Linked DNA regions of Xenopus laevis: region 2 is linked to region 1. The links are chromatin contacts, called in public Hi-C maps. All regions are on one chromosome and are shown on one strand. Each heading gives the region's core, a stretch centred on a gene start, on an enhancer-like site or on the middle of the called end of the contact. The rest is flanking DNA. Distances are from core to core; before and after follow the strand shown. Region 1 overlaps LOC108695570 (capping protein, Arp2/3 and myosin-I linker protein 3-like). Region 2 holds the start of lrp10.L (low-density lipoprotein receptor-related protein 10).

Region 1 (7,625 bases), core at 4,471-6,970:
GGCATACATTGAGAACCATGTACTGCAACCTGCAGAATATAAATCCTTCTCTTGATCCAGCACCCACATTTCCAGCTTACTGCTGTATCCTGCCTTTCTCTCTAGATCTAAACACTTTTCTCCTTCTGACTATTCCATGTAACACATTAACCTACCCCATAATTCTGTTGTTTCAGGCACTTTACACTTTTCTGTCGCATCCAAACTCTCTGGTTTATTTGGATCTTTCGGGAACAGACTGCGCTGTGGACACTGTAAGCGATCAAGTATTAGAGTGGTTGCTTTTAACAGTGTAAAATAGCTGTCTGCGAAAGAAGCAGTAGTAATGAGTGAATATTTAACAGTCATTAGTAATGAGTGTTACTGAGAAACAGTGTTAAAAGGCTCAATCATAAAGCAGCTTTACTTTTTATTTGTTCAGATTTTTGGAGCCCTTGCGCTTGGATGCTGTTCCTGTCTCTCACACCTTGATCTCTCTAAGAACTCATTGTCTCACAGGTAAGTATGACATGGTGTCGGTAGGTTCTTGTAGTGGGCTATACAGTGTTTTTGACTAAACTGTTGGTTAAGGGCAATTTGCACAGATCATTCTATAATGTAAAAAAAAAGAAAGTAGAAACTAATTTGTAGGTGTCTACTTCTGCTGTGTTTTACCATGCAGCTATACAATGTCATACTAGAAACTGAGATGGGCCAAACACAGTCCAGTCTGAGGGCAGTTTGGTTCAGATTTAAGTTGAAGGTTTGATGCCTTGGATATGTCTAAAGCAGTGATCCACAATCAGTGGCTTGGGAGTTGGTCCCAGTCAATTAGTCAATTCCTGGCTTGGAAGAAAGTTTTGGTTGCATAAAAACAGGCTTAACTGCCAAACAGAGTCGTGTATATGCTCCATTTCACATAGGGGCTAACAAATAGCCAATCACAGCCATATTTGGTCCCTCCAGGAACATGTTTCATGCTTTTGTTGCTTACCAACTCTGTTTATATTTGAATGTGGCTCACGGGTAAAAAAAAAGTTGGGGATCCCTGATCTAAAGCAACAGCAGAACTTGTACAACCAAATTGGCATACATCTGTAACTTTTTGATCACTGTGTGGGCCTGGTCAAACAATAGAGCAAGTGGCCTTACACCCCAGAAGTGTGAAAATGTTGTGTGTAAAGATAAAAAGTGTTTTCATAACTGAAGTCTGAATGATTTGGAATTTTGTTTCATTATTTAAATTTATTTGTGGAGGTTTAGATTCATTTTAGTTTTAAAAAACATTTTTTGGACAGTTTGGTTGATACTTATAGTTTTATTATATGTATTTGTTAGGTTTCTGGGTGGGCTGTATGATTATCTTCTTCATATCTTCTTCATAGTATTTTCCATCTTTCTAGCCCTATTTTTTATATTAGTCATTTTATTATTTATTGTGTAATGCATTGCCATATTTGCTGCATGGGTCTTACACTTTGGGTTATTTTCTGTCTAATGGACAGTTGTGTAAACATATGTCACTGGGCCCCACCCAGCAACCATTGGTTTATATTGTCAGACCCTTGCTAAGTAGATGTAATAGAAATACTTATGTAGTAATGTTATCTATCTCTCATTTAGGAGAACCCCAGAGACATTGCCATCTGTGGAGAAGTTTTTTGGCAGCTCTCTGTCACTATCACATGTGTCTTTTAGTGGAACCAAAGTGCCGCCTGAACTGCTGAGGTAAGAAACTGGCTTCAGCAAAAAAAACCTGCAAATCTTTAAAAGAGTTTCTTGGTATATCGCTATGTGTCTTTTGTTAATTTGTACAACTATATGTATGTATGTATGTATGTATACCTTTATTTATAAAGAACTTCAAGGATTTACATGCTATGTATGTTACCAAAAAAGATTTTGTATGCTATACTTTGCTTAACATGCAGCCATGCTAAAGATTTTACAAGGAATGAACACGGTGACTCTTAGGAAAAAGCAGGAAGACTCTAGCAGCATCGTGATTATAGGGGAGGGAGACTGTCTATATATCAATACAAAACAGTAGTTGTTATATAGACATTGTTCAGAATTTATTTCCTCATCTGAAATAAGAAAATCAGCTCTTCAATTATTGACAATGTAGACATTATGTTATCTAACACAAGACAATCAAAGCCTTTATGGACATTATAAGACAGCCTAATAAAATGCCTATTAAAGATTAAAAAGCTATATTGGCACTCAAATTATGTTATGTACTCTATACCAAAGCATAATTAGGAATGGATCACTATTGTTTGAATGCTGAGGCCCTCTGGATTTCTAGTTTAATGGGATTTATTAGGTGTGCCCTCTGGGAGCTGCAAGCTTTCAAAATGATGAAGTCATACAAAGAGGATCTGTAAGGTCTCGCTTGGGTTTCCATTTAGAGTCATTACGTGGGATGAGACCTTAGCAGGGTTCTGGAATCTAACAGCACCCACTGAATTCACTTAACTGACCTTCTCAATACAGCAGAAAAAAATTACATATGCAACAATTTATGTAGCGTGAGGGATATGGGTGGATATAGGAGTTAAAATTAAGGGACACAAGTATTCTATAGCAATAACAAGAGGTTCTGCACCAAAAAGATGCAAGGTCTGCAACAATGCCTCTGATACAAGCAGCCTTCACATTGGGAAATATAATCACATTTACTTTACAGTGCTACGCAATATGTTGGCGCTATATAAATACATGATAACAATAATAAAAATAAAATAATTGTACAGTAATTACATGATGACATCAATGGACTTCTTGTGCCCTCAGTGGTTCCTAATAGCGATGGGCGAATAAACTCGCCTGGCACGAATTCACATATATAGTTGCTTTCTTTTAGTAGTATTAAGAGTAGTAGATTTGGTTTCCTTCCTTTAATTGTAAGAAAACATATGCATGTATTGTAGCACAGAGTATTTCTTGTCTGCATATCTCTTGATACTTGTACGAGGCAGATAGAACATCTTCACATGCTGATATATAGCTGTCAATAGAGAATACCCTTTCTAGAAGGTGTGCCCAAGGCAAGCTGTATGCGCACACAAGAGTAATGGTGGACGCGTGCAACAAAAAACCCAAAGAGTGATCCCCCGGGACCGTGAACTAAGAGTAGGTAGATAGAAGCGGTACATGCCTGGTGCCCCCCAGCATTGCTCCTTCAGCATGTTCCTCTTCTGCATACCTCTAGTTCCTGTCCTCTGATATTCCCTTGTACTTTACAGAGTATTCAAAGCTGCTATGGTCACACTCAAAATGTGTATAAGTGGTGGTTAAGTCTGTCACCAAATTAATCCATACAATCTGAGGTCTTTGTTTTTAAATTACCTGTCTACCATAATAAGGATGTCTCTCCTTTAGTTCAATATAAATGTTTATTGTGCCCTTGTAAGATTGTATCTTTATGAACTTGTGTCTTTTTTCAACCGAATAAACCTGGTGTTATATTAGACTCACTTATGAATCCACCAGCCAGTATTTTCCCAGCAGCAAACATTTATTTCTGAGAAGATGCTGGCAGCACAGTCCATCTTGTTGGCAATGGGCCAACATGCAGCTAATAGCAATAAACCCAACCTGCATGTTATAAGCATTGTTGTGATACTCATTCATTTTTTTGTAGATATGTGGCTGTGCTCAACTTCCAATAACACCCCAATAAATTAATCTGTCTATAAAATTTGCCTTTGCCTCTGTAGCCTTGGATTCATATTTGATTATTTCTTCTTTATGACTGCCATCTTTTCTCCTGTGCTGCACCCATATTCTGAAATATGTTATTCCACTCAATTTAACTAATCCCTAACCTTCAAAGTTTTGCATATTCCCATTTTAAAAACACTTTGCAGACACGTTTACGAGTTGCCTTATTTTATCCTAAGATTAGTTTGCTTAGTTTATTTTGAAACCTGCTCTCTACCATCTACAACCAAAACACTTCTGTTCTAATGTCATTTTATTGTTATATCATATCTTACCACATTTTATACCTGTTCTTGCTTAGTTTCAGGCTGAGCCTTTTATAGAGGACTTAGAGATAGCTGTATTCTTTGGCATTGTTCTTCTAATGATTTTCTTTGTTAGCCCTATAAAATATAGAATCTTACCTACTATTTCATTATGATTTTTTATTAATCTCTTACCTACTATTATTTTATTTCATTATGATTTTTTATTCTTGTCAGTGATGAGTGATTTTCTGATCAAACTGCACTGCATAATATTTATATTTATAGATAGGGAGAAGAGCAAACTCCATATTATATAAATAGGAAGGAACCAGAATACAGATAATCCACTAGGTGGTGATATTGCTCTTTATTCAGATGCAACAGAAGGCACCATTTCAATTTGCAAAATAAAATATTCAGATATATTCGTACTGCAGCCAAGATTATCTCTCAGATTATCTCTCAGGTTATTTATTTTTTGTAAAATTTCTCAGTTTACACAAGAAATGTATGCAGACACGCAGATACAGAATGAAAATGTATAGGTTCTATATAAAACAGTTAACCAGGTCTGTGATGGCTTAGTAACCAGATAATTATAAGAACTCCTTTGAGGAAAAGACTCTCTTTAAGGTCAACTTCTTACATGTTTCAATGGGAGGTGTCACCATGGCAGATTTGTTTATCTAAACAGACCACTGTCTGTTAAAACTGCCTCCAATAGATTCCTAATAGGAATGAGCGAAATTTTTCACAGAGTTTCAAAGCAAAAATGACGCCCATAGACTCCTATGGGTGAAAAAAAATTGCTGCGTTACAAAAAAAAATTTGACGTGCCACATCGTGCGACGCCCATAGAGTTCAAAGCATTTTGGCGAAATTTCGCTGTTTGGTGAATTTTTGGTTAGATTCACCCATCATTAGTTCCTAACACTGAGAGATGTTTGGGGTAATTTAAATCAGATGCACCTTCTGGCTTAAAGAGTAAGGGCAGGGGCACACAGAGCAGATCATCCTCCACTCATACACTCCTTTATGTAGCTCCAGTGACATGCGCAGTGTCAACCTAAGTAAAGCTACACTAAGCGGATTTCAGTATGAAAATGTAAACTCATCCTTACAAAATGCAGGTGGAGGAAAGTGGATCCAGTGTCATCTGCTCCCACTGAGCTACATTAAGTGGATTTCATCTTAGAAACTCAAAATTTTGCATTGTTGTGCTGAAATTCACACAGTGTAGCTCCACACAAGTAGGTGCTGTGCCTGTCAATGGGGCTAAACAAAGAAGTGGATGATACTTGATCCATGTTCCTCTGTCTGCATTTTGTACAGACAATCTGCTCCGGGTGCAGTGTCAGACTGGAATGCCAGGGGCCCACCAGAAAACCTTAGACTATGGGCCCACTTTTCAAACTATTATTCCTCCTCTCCTCACTCAACCTCTTTATTCTTCTAGTCTTTTATATCTACTTACTATCTACTTCAATGATTAAGCATTTTCCCCCATAAAGAAATAGGCAATGAAATAGGCTAAATGGTTAGAAGCAAAAGAGCCCACTGACACCTGGGCCCACCGAGTTTTCCTGGTATCCCGGTGGGCCAGTCCGACACTGTCCGGGTGTGCATCTGCCTTTAAGCTGGCCATACACTTGAAGAATCGCTTTTCTGTTAAGGTCTCGGGCGGTACTCGGGCAAATAAGTTGCCGACTCAGCCCTTCTGGTGAGTGGAGCAACTAGGAGGAATGAAGCACGTTTAGGGCTGACATGGGGTTAGGCGGGGCCCCTTTCCCCCAGGTATAGCCTTGTAGCTTTGCCTCCCCCCAGCCCCAGGTAAGAACAATGGAGGGTCTAGCAGTGGTGGGAAAAAGAGGGGCGGGCTGGGGTAGGAGGCAAGGGGGGGCGTGCTGGTCTGGCAGCGTTCTTAAGGGGATGTACAGTTGAGGCAACACAGACTAACTTGTGTTTTATGGGAACAGCTAAGTGGTATGTTCTTTGAGGCATCAAGCCAGAATCCCATACATTTGTTATTTATATACATGGGGGGGACCTTACGTCACATAAGACCCCAGCCCTTATTGAGGCCATGAGGGCCGATTTAACAGATATGTTACGGAGCAGAAGAGTCAAGTGTATAGCATGGTCAGATATCATACAAAGGAGCAATTGGGGGGGAGCCATGTCCCCCCAGGGCATACAGAAGGCGAGAAAGAAGGTCAACAAGGCCATGCAGAAATTCATGTGTTCCTCCAGTGTGGGTGTGATAAGGCATGAAAATATAAAATGTAGACAGACACAGCTGTATAGGGAAGTCGGAGTGCATTTATCAGGGGAAGATTTGGGTTTGTTCATTGGGAACATCAAGGTGTTTCTTGAGGAATGGTAGAGGTCAAGGGCCGGGTAGATGGGCCATTGGAAAAGGATAGGTGTCGCCCCTTCCCTTTTTTTTCCATTGGATGGCGTCAGTGTGGCACGAGTGTGCATCAGACTTTGACTGCCCGGTCTTGTCTGAGGCATGCAAGAGACGGGGTTAGTGCCATTTATGCACAATAGGGGAGCAGTGGGACAGGCTAAAAAGGCGGTCACTGAGGGCGCTCAGCCCCATGATCCCTGCTCCATGTTTGACTTATTTTTATAATAATACTGTATATAGTATCTGGAAACCTGTATCAATGAATCTAATTGGTTGCTATGAATTACTTAATCTAACAATCATGGTGTGTGTTTTTTTTCACTTTACTTTAATCAGAGATGTAACTAACATAAACCAGACTGTGAGGTGGCCAAAGATTTGGGGGGGGGGGGTCGGTTATAACATGAGGCCTGCTGTCCTACCCATTTCTCTGTCACCAAGTGTGCACATGTACTCATGTCTTGCAAGGCTAGTCACGCTTCCCTTGTGCCAATTGAATTTGTTGCAAATGCCATTTTGAATATCTGCTCCGAAGTGACTCAACACCCACTAGGGGGCTAAGAGCAACTTGGAAGTACAATTCATTTTAACAGATGGCACAACTGTGGCACACATGAAACTGGAAAATGCAACGTGCATGCAGTTGCACCACTGCATTATATGAAAAAATGCTGCATGGTGAGTTAAAAACATAGCAATTTGCATTCAGAATTACACATTGCGCACTGAACTTGTGTTAATAAATGACGCCTTATGTATGAGAGTAAGCAAGTTAAAGATAATTGGTGGAACAAAAGGGTCATTAAGAATATATCTAGAGAAACAGATGGATATGTAAGGTGAAAAATTGTTAGGAGCCTTAAAGCCTTAAAGCTGCTAAAATTCGTTTAGACATTAAAATACCCTATAGGATTGTTTTGCCAATGACATGGATTTATGCAACTTAGTTACCATCAGGTACCCAATTACCCAATACAGGTCCAATCCAATCACTGAAAGATTGTGCTAATAAACATTACCTGTTTTATCTACATCAAATAATAGTATTTACTGTAAATAATACATAAATGGTTTTGCAGTCTCTTTAAATTGCTTTAAGTCTCAGTTATACAGTATTAAAACTGAAATTAATGTTAATTAGGGACATTTAAGATGATAAACTTTTTCTTATGGCTCTCTGCATCCCTCCCCATCATCTTCTGTTTTTTAGGGCTCTGCTACAAGGACTTTGTTCAAACACTCACATCCAGGACCTTCAT
Region 2 (7,839 bases), core at 1,812-4,311, 90 kb after region 1:
AAGCTGAGCAAAAACACTGTAAACTTGCCTCTTTAAAAAAGGAAAAGATTAGACACAAATGGTTCTTAACCATGGTTAATGTTATATATTAAACAACAATAAACCAAGTGAGGTACTTACCTAAGTACACAGATAAATGTCTTCAGTTGTAGGGTAACGAATAAAGGTCCCCATAGACGCAAAGATTTTTCTTTGGTGAACGACCGATCTTAGCGAGATCCGATCTGTCAAATTATTGTGAAGTTAGTGGGAATCGAAACGATCGTGCATCTTATGATTTTTCGTCCGACATCTGTCAGAAGATTGATCGGCCAGGTTAAAAAAATTTATCGGCCCAAGTGCAATCTATGTTTGCAGGCAGCTATCCTTCAGTTTTGCTGGCAATATCGCCTGAAATGGTCTTTTTAGTTGATGGACAAATCATACATTTAAATGATCGTTTCGAGATAATCGTGATCTCACGATAACGAAAAGATCTTTTAAAGATCTTTACATCTATGGCCACCTTAAGCAGCTTTAGGGTCTGGCCACACGGGCAGATTTGGGGAGATTAGTCTCCAGGCGACAAATCTCCTAATCTTCACAGCGACTAATCTCCCAGATCTGCCTTCTGCCGGCTAAAATGCCTGCCTGGGGGCAGGCACACGGAGAGCTTCGTTTTCGGAAGTCGCCCGAAGTTTCATTGTGAGGCAATTACGGGCCACTTTCGGGAAAACTAAGCGTTCCGTGTGCCTGCCCCCAGGCGATTTACATTTTAGCCGGCGGAAGGCAGATCGGGGAGATTTGTCGCTGCGAAGAAGAGATTTGTCGACTGGCGACCAACAATCTCCCCAAATCTGCCCGTGTGGCCAGACCCAGTAGCAGAACTACCGGGGGAGCAGGAGGTGTGAGCAGCCAGGGCCCACACCCCCTCAGGGCCCCCTGGCAGCCCGACCACCACTGAAATGCGGGCCGTGCGGAGGGGGCGGGGGCCCTGTTGCGCGTCATGCACCAGGGCCCGCCCCCCCTCTAGTTACGGTACTAGCCAGACCCTTAGAAGGCACAGTTAAGGTGGCCATACATTATAAAATCTGCCTAAAATCATTTGGCCACAGGGCCAAGCAAATGGATTACAAGACCCCATACACAGGCAGACGAGCTGCCAACTCAGTTTAAAGGACCCGAATCACCAGTTTAAATCTGCCTGTGTATTGGCATCTTTACCCGTAGGAGTCAGAAATTGTAAGGCCAAGGGTACACGGAGCATTGGCTCCACTTCTCTCAGCCTGTGGTTTTTCCGCTCCTTATGTATCTCTGTGTATCTGCACTCAGGCCTGGATTTGCAGGAGCCCACAAAGGCCTGGGCCTAGGGCAGCATAAATGAAGGGACGGCATTTTCGCGGGCAAATTGGCAAATAAATTTGCCCATCGCTAGTAGATAGGACAGATGGTAAGAGCAGCTGGCACTCCATCAAGGAGTGTAGCAAGGAATAGCTTCCCAAGGCTGTTGAATGCCTTTAGTGAAGGGGTCACAGTGGATAGGGTGTCAGGCTTAGATTTCTTCTCCCTGACACTCCACTGGGTGGGTAGGAATTGATGTACTACTTGACTACCATGCCTCATGGGACTCCCTCTGCTTTGTCATGTAACCTGTTTCAGCCTGCTAAAGCATTGTATATGCTTTGACCTCTGTAAGTAAACCCTGGGCTCATTTGTCTTGTACAAATAAACTGTTATTCTTTTGGTTCATCACAGGAATCTCCTGGCACCCATTATTTATATTGGGTGTAGCATAGTAGCATGAGAGCTGTAGTTATACTACTTGCCCTGTGAAATCTTCCACTTAACGAAGGCCCTAGCCTGAAGTGTTTTGAGTCATATGCAACCCATGCTCCCACAACTAGCTGGATATTAACCCCTTTTTGGTCTGCCGAGTCAGATTAGCGTTACACTTGCTTCCAGTGTTTCAGTGAATTATCCTTTTATGTTATAGGCTGATTACACTCTCATAAGGGGTAAAGGGAAAACGAGAGCTTCCCAGCCTGGGAAAGGCCAAACCGACAGTAATTCCAGTTAGGGTTGCCACCTTTTCTGGAAAAAAATACCGGCCTTCCTATATACTTATATTTTTCCCCTATTTCCCCTACATTAGGGTCAACCATCATAAAATAGCGGCCAGGTGGCAACCCTAATTCCAGTAGATCCAGATGGAATTAACATTGGAAAGAAGGGTGTGGAAATGTGTTTTGATGTCCCCAAAGGGAATGTAATACCTCAGATGAGGTTATGGTGCATATTGAATCCTCACACTTTAAACACCTGCACTAGGTAAAACATTGAGCCTGGCCACTTCCCAAATCCCTTCTCTTTCACAAAAAGGCCCTTTCTGTCCTGCCTGATGATAGACTTAACTGAAGGGACGAATAAGCATCAACATTTTGGAAGTAAAATGAGGGACCAAATTTTTTTTTTCCGCACGTAGCGCAGCAATTTTTGGCCACACCCCTTTCTGTGGCCACACCCCCTAATTACCATGTTCGTTTTACAAAATTTGGCAGGTTATGAAAGTTTGAAAATATTTCTCCTTATCTAAACTGTGTTTTTGTGTCTCAAAATTGTTACAAAGTATCTTATTTGCACCTGTTAGCTGTTCTGGACTCTCTGCTAAATGCCAATTAAGTGAGAAACTTTGATTCTTTTTCTGGCTGTTCAGTGCAGAGAAAAGAGGGACTTTCCAGTACAAATGAGGGACTGCGGGTTGAGCTGTCAAAAGAGGGACCGTCCCTCCGAAAAAGGGACAGTTGGGAGGTATGTGTAAGTGTGAAAACAAAAAAACTCTCCATTATGATTATTGCTCAAATATTGATTTTGTAACGAGGCAGAATGTGGAGCTAGTGCCACAGCACATAGGGCTGAAATTGGCCGAAGTTCAACCCCTACGCAGGTATTAGGGGTTGATTTTTGGCTTGAAGGTGAATCACCCCAAGAAGAAGGCAGTTCGGTCTTACTGAGCTTCTCACCAATACACAAAGATGAACTGGCACAGCCTACAGGAGATTATTGCGTGAAAATAAAGGCTGTAGTACCGCGCATTTAGCAGCAGGGGGAGGGAGAGAGCAGGAAGAGTGTCGCTGTTGGAAGCAGGAAGTCAAGAGAAAAATAAGAAACAGGAAGAAGGAGAGAACTAGGGGCCAATCTGCAAAGGAATAGAAAGTTTAGGGAATGCTGGGAAGCGTTTATTTAGGACATATGAGTTACTGAGCGCGGACAGCTTGAGCGACATGTCTCTGTTTCCAACGCTTTTATTCTGCGGTAAGATAACATTTGGCAATTGTACATTTTCCTCCCTGCGGACTGTATATGCTATAGGGCCTCATTCTGGGGAACTCTGTGCTGTGTGACTGGAGGACTGAAGTTCTTTTTCCTACACACAGATGAGTAGTAGCTGCGTGTTGCGTCTGATCCACTTCCGGGTTGTTTTAGCAGTACAGAAGAGGGGTGGTTCACCTTTAAGTGACCACTGAGTATGTTATAGAACGACCAGTTCTAAGCATCTTTTCAATTGGTCTTCATTATTTATTTTTTATACTTTCTGAATTATTTGATGTCTTCTTTTGACTCTTCCCAGTTTTGAAATGGGGGTCGCTGACCCCTTTAAAAAAAACAAATGCTCTGTAAGGCTACTCATTTATTGTTATTGCTACTTTGTATTACTCATATTTCTATTCATATTCCAGTCTTTTATTCAAATCAATGCCTGGTTGCTAGGGTAATTTGGACCACAGCAACCAGATTGCTGACATTGCAAACTGGAAAGCTGCTGCATAAAAAAAGCTAAATAATTCAAAAACCACAAATAATGAAAAATTAAAATCAAATGCAAATTGTTTCAGAATATCATTCTCTACGTCATACTAAAAGTTTATTTTAAAGGTGAACAACCCCTTTAACTCCTGTGTTGTGGAATGCATAGAAAACAAAAATATGTTTGGGGTAGGGGATAGTTTATTAACTTTTAGTGTTATGTAGACATTAATATAACGAGACAACTTGCACTTGGCCTTCATTTTGTATTTATTTGTGGTTTTTCATTTATTTAGTTTTCTGTTGAGCAGCTGTACAGTTTGGTATTTGAGTAGCTATGCGGTTGCTAGGGTCTTATTTATCCTAGTAACCAGTTTGCGAGAGAGGAGTATGAATAAGAGAGAGCAGTATGAATAGGAGAGGGTCTGAATGTGAAGTAAATTAATCAAAATTTAAGAATAACAATAAAATTGTAACTTCAGAGTGTAATAGTTTTTTGGCTGCTGGAGTCAGTCACTTGGATTTGAAAGCTCTAAAGAGACAGAAGAAAAAGACTAATAATTATAAAACTATAAATAAATTATGTAGACCAATTGCAATTCTGTGCCATACCAAAAGGTAACTTAAAGTGATACTGACACTAAAAATTATCTGATACATATAAAAAAAAAAAATATTTTTAAGAAGCTTTTGGTTCCTGACCGATGAGGAGATCTCCGCTAGTGTGGGTGACTAATCTCCTCCAAATGATTTCTGGCAGCATTAAAGTGAATTCAGCGGTGGGAAAGCATACGAGTCGTTTTAGCTTTCGGAAGCCACCCCAAGTTGTCTTTCTAGGTAACTTAGTGGAAAAGTGACTCGTATGTTTTTCCACCATCGATTCACTTTATTGCCAGTGGAAAGTATTCGGAAGAGATTAGTCGTCAGCACTAGAGAAGATAAATTACAGGGAGACTAATCGCCTCATCTGTGAGTGGCTTTAGGGTGGAGATTTGGTTCAGCTAAATCCTGAGCCAATTCCAGGATTCTGTACATATATAAGTAATGTTACATCAGACTGCAGGTTCAGTTCTGTCTGTTGATCTCCATCAGGAGGTGGAACGCCTCTAGTAATATGGTTATCCACATATATGTGTCGTAAACCCATTTGATCACACGAGAAGCACAAACTGTGTGGCTTCTTACTTTTTAACAGCTGCCCCCCCCCCAGTTCCCAATCTCCACAGGGTGTATAGTTCATGACAAACTGTGTAAATAGCAACTAGTATATTTTCCCCCTTTGTTCTTTAAATCTGAGAGAGAGGCAGGGATTTCACACCCCTACCCTTTCCAGTTACTGATCACTAAAAGGTGTAAAAGGTGTAAATAACTTTAGTTAAGTACTTTAGAGTCCCAACCCTCTATTTCCTGACCTGAGATGTGTAAATTACTGAAACCTTCCTTGTTTCTGAGCATTGTGGGCAAGGTAGATATCATATAAATCCTAATTTCTATCATAGGTTGTCACATATAAATAGGACTGACTTACAACCCAGCAAACCCAGCAAACCCTGTGCTTATTGACTTTGATATGCCTTACTCTGTACACTATTTGAGGGGTTCTGTGTCTGTAGCAAATGTATCTTTTTGTTGTGCTGTTCAATCCTGGCCCCAGTCTTCATGCTACAACTGGCTTCCTGATCTGTAAGGATGTTGACTACAAAAGGATCCCCAACCTTATGATCTTTGTTTCAGAACCCGTGTTATGTAAGAGTATTTTCTAATGCATTGTTCTGGCTTCCTTTTACAGGCTGGCTGATTTTCACTAAGGGAAGCTCTGTGCTTGGTGAGTAACTGGATAGATTGTGACACTACCAGCAGCCCTGGACTGGGAGTAGGGTTGCCACCCGGCCGGTATTTTACCGGCCTAGCCGGTAAAATACCTGCCAAGGCCGGGGCCGGTATAACAAATTTACCGGCAATGTAGCTGCCGGTAAATTTGTAATACGATTAAAAGGAGCCCTCGGCCTGCCCCCAATCCCCTGGAACTTACCTTTTCTTTTGCCTCTTCTAGCGTCTGTGGCGCTGTCCGCCCCTTTTGACATCACGGCCCGCCCCTTTTGACATCACAGCCCGCCCCTTTGTGTCCCCAACCCACCAGACGGTAAAGCAGTTTAAAAAAGGTGGCAACCATAACTGGGAGTCAAAATAGGCCCTGCCATTTCAAGTACACAGGCACAAACAGCCCTCCACCAGCCCACTATATGGTAACCTTCTATGGAACCATACAGCAGCCCCTCTAGCATTTACCAGAACCGACAGATTGCCAGTCCGGGCATGACTACCAGAACAACACACTTTTTAGGCTCATGCAGATAAACGCAGCCCCTACGCTCCTATCAGCTTTCTGATGTACTTGCACTTGGAGCCACTGCTTTCAGCCCAGGCGCAGGCACAAAAAGCAGATTTTAGTGCCAAAATACATAAATATGCATTTCGGCAAAGCTTATTGGTATTTATAAATGAATGTCTGCAAATAAAAAAAAAATTCAAGCGTTAAATAAAACAAGTTGGATAGTTTTACCACCAATATGAATTCATACTGCTTAGGTAGGATCAAGGACATGCTACTGTTTTATTATTACAAAGAAAAAAGAATTAATAGTAACTAATTTGAATCATTTCCATGGGAAATTACCTTCCTGTAATTGACAGCTGCCGGATATATGGTTCCCGGATAAGTGATCTGATTACATGCATAGTTTTTAATTATGTGAGATCTGTCGCATTATAATCACAAGTCATGGTCCTTTCCGGGGCATAACTTTGGGCAACAGCCCCACCCCTTCTCGCGCAAAAAAAAGAAATTCAGCCTTCACACAAAATAGTGGGACATGCTGAGATTTTGCTTCATCTATGATTTTCCATGGGTTGTGGTTCATGCGATCAGAAAATAAATCACAGTGTACCCATGATTACTTCATATGTAACCACAGATATTTGTGTATATAAAGTGAGAAAATAACGTATTCATGTTTGGCAGAACTGTCAAGTAATATGTCTTTTTTTTTTTTTCCCCCCCCCCCCAGACTCCTCTCCTTGTCCCACAAATTATTTCCATTGCAGGTCAAGATGCTTACCTCTATCTTCTAGATGTGATGGCTTCTTTGATTGTGAAGACCAATCTGATGAGGTTGGCTGTGCCCCGCACTGCAGCTTCACACTGCTGGAATTTTATGGGGTATTCTCTCCTCCAGGGTACCCAGACTCTCCACTAAACCCCCTGCCTACTTCCTGCCGCTGGCTGATTGACTCTGGAGACAGTCGAGGCCTTTCTCTGCAATTTTCTTCTCTCCAGCTCTCTGAGTCTGATGCTCTTGTAGTATATGAGTTGGCTGCTGAGGACTCAAGTCGCGTTCTTCGTGCTCTTGACCGGCAAAGCAATGGAAAATCAGTCACAGTGGAGTCTGTGGGAGGAAGGGTCATGGTTATGTATCATTACAGCTCTGAGGTTTTAAGTAACCCCAGTCCTGTTTCCTCTGTCACCCACAGCTCAGAATTTAAACTTCCAATTGCTGACATTCCTGTGTCTTCTAAACCAATAAACCGTGACAATGATTCCCCTTCCTTTGTTTCCCACACTTCTCGCTCTTCTTTACATAGTATTTGGTTCCCTCTTTTCCATCCTCGGGGATTTAATGCCACATATCGGGTGCATGGCTATTGTCTTCCTTGGGACCACCCTTGTGGATCCAGCCCTGGAATCTTGTGGGATGATGAAGTAGAGGAAGGTGGGAGCTGCTTCACTGATGCACAGCGCTGTGATGGTGCCTGGGACTGTGCCAATGGCCGCGATGAAATGAATTGTTCAGGCTGTGCTCCTGGACACTACCCCTGTGCCATGACCCGTGCTTGTTACCCCATTACTGAGAGGTGTAATTATCAAACATCATGTCAGGATGGTACTGATGAAAGGGGATGCCGCACATGTCAGCCTGGAGGATTCCACTGTGACTTGGAACGTTGTATATATGAAGCATGGGTTTGTGATGGGCAGGCTGACTGCAGAGATGGAAG

Evidence for each region. A called contact is a pair of places that touch in the nucleus more often than the background predicts.
Region 2: a contact with region 1 is called in a Hi-C map of the XL177 cell line, with 3 times the contacts expected there. The contact joins the promoter of lrp10.L here to the enhancer-like site in region 1. A contact is called at or near these places in 2 of 4 Hi-C or Micro-C datasets (the XL177 cell line and the XTC cell line).

Annotation. Positions count from the first base shown.
Region 1 is chr1L:151,197,286-151,204,910 of Xenopus_laevis_v10.1, forward strand. It overlaps LOC108695570 (capping protein, Arp2/3 and myosin-I linker protein 3-like), which reads left to right. Exons shown (of 38, transcript XM_041564974.1): 14 at 177-254; 15 at 422-498; 16 at 1,603-1,707; 17 at 7,577-7,625. It overlaps LOC121394312 (a long non-coding RNA gene), which reads right to left. Exons shown (of 3, transcript XR_005961646.1): 3 at 5,487-7,625. Among protein-coding and RNA genes, the nearest start is that of LOC121394312, 8.7 kb to the right of the region's middle. Within about 2 kb of position 5,721, at least 1 of the 7 cell types and tissues checked has an H3K27ac peak or open chromatin away from gene starts, as enhancers often do.
Region 2 is chr1L:151,289,459-151,297,297 of Xenopus_laevis_v10.1, forward strand. It overlaps lrp10.L (low-density lipoprotein receptor-related protein 10), which reads left to right and starts at 3,062. Exons shown (of 5, transcript XM_018259489.2): 1 at 3,062-3,291; 2 at 5,573-5,608; 3 at 6,852-7,839. The coding sequence starts at 3,261.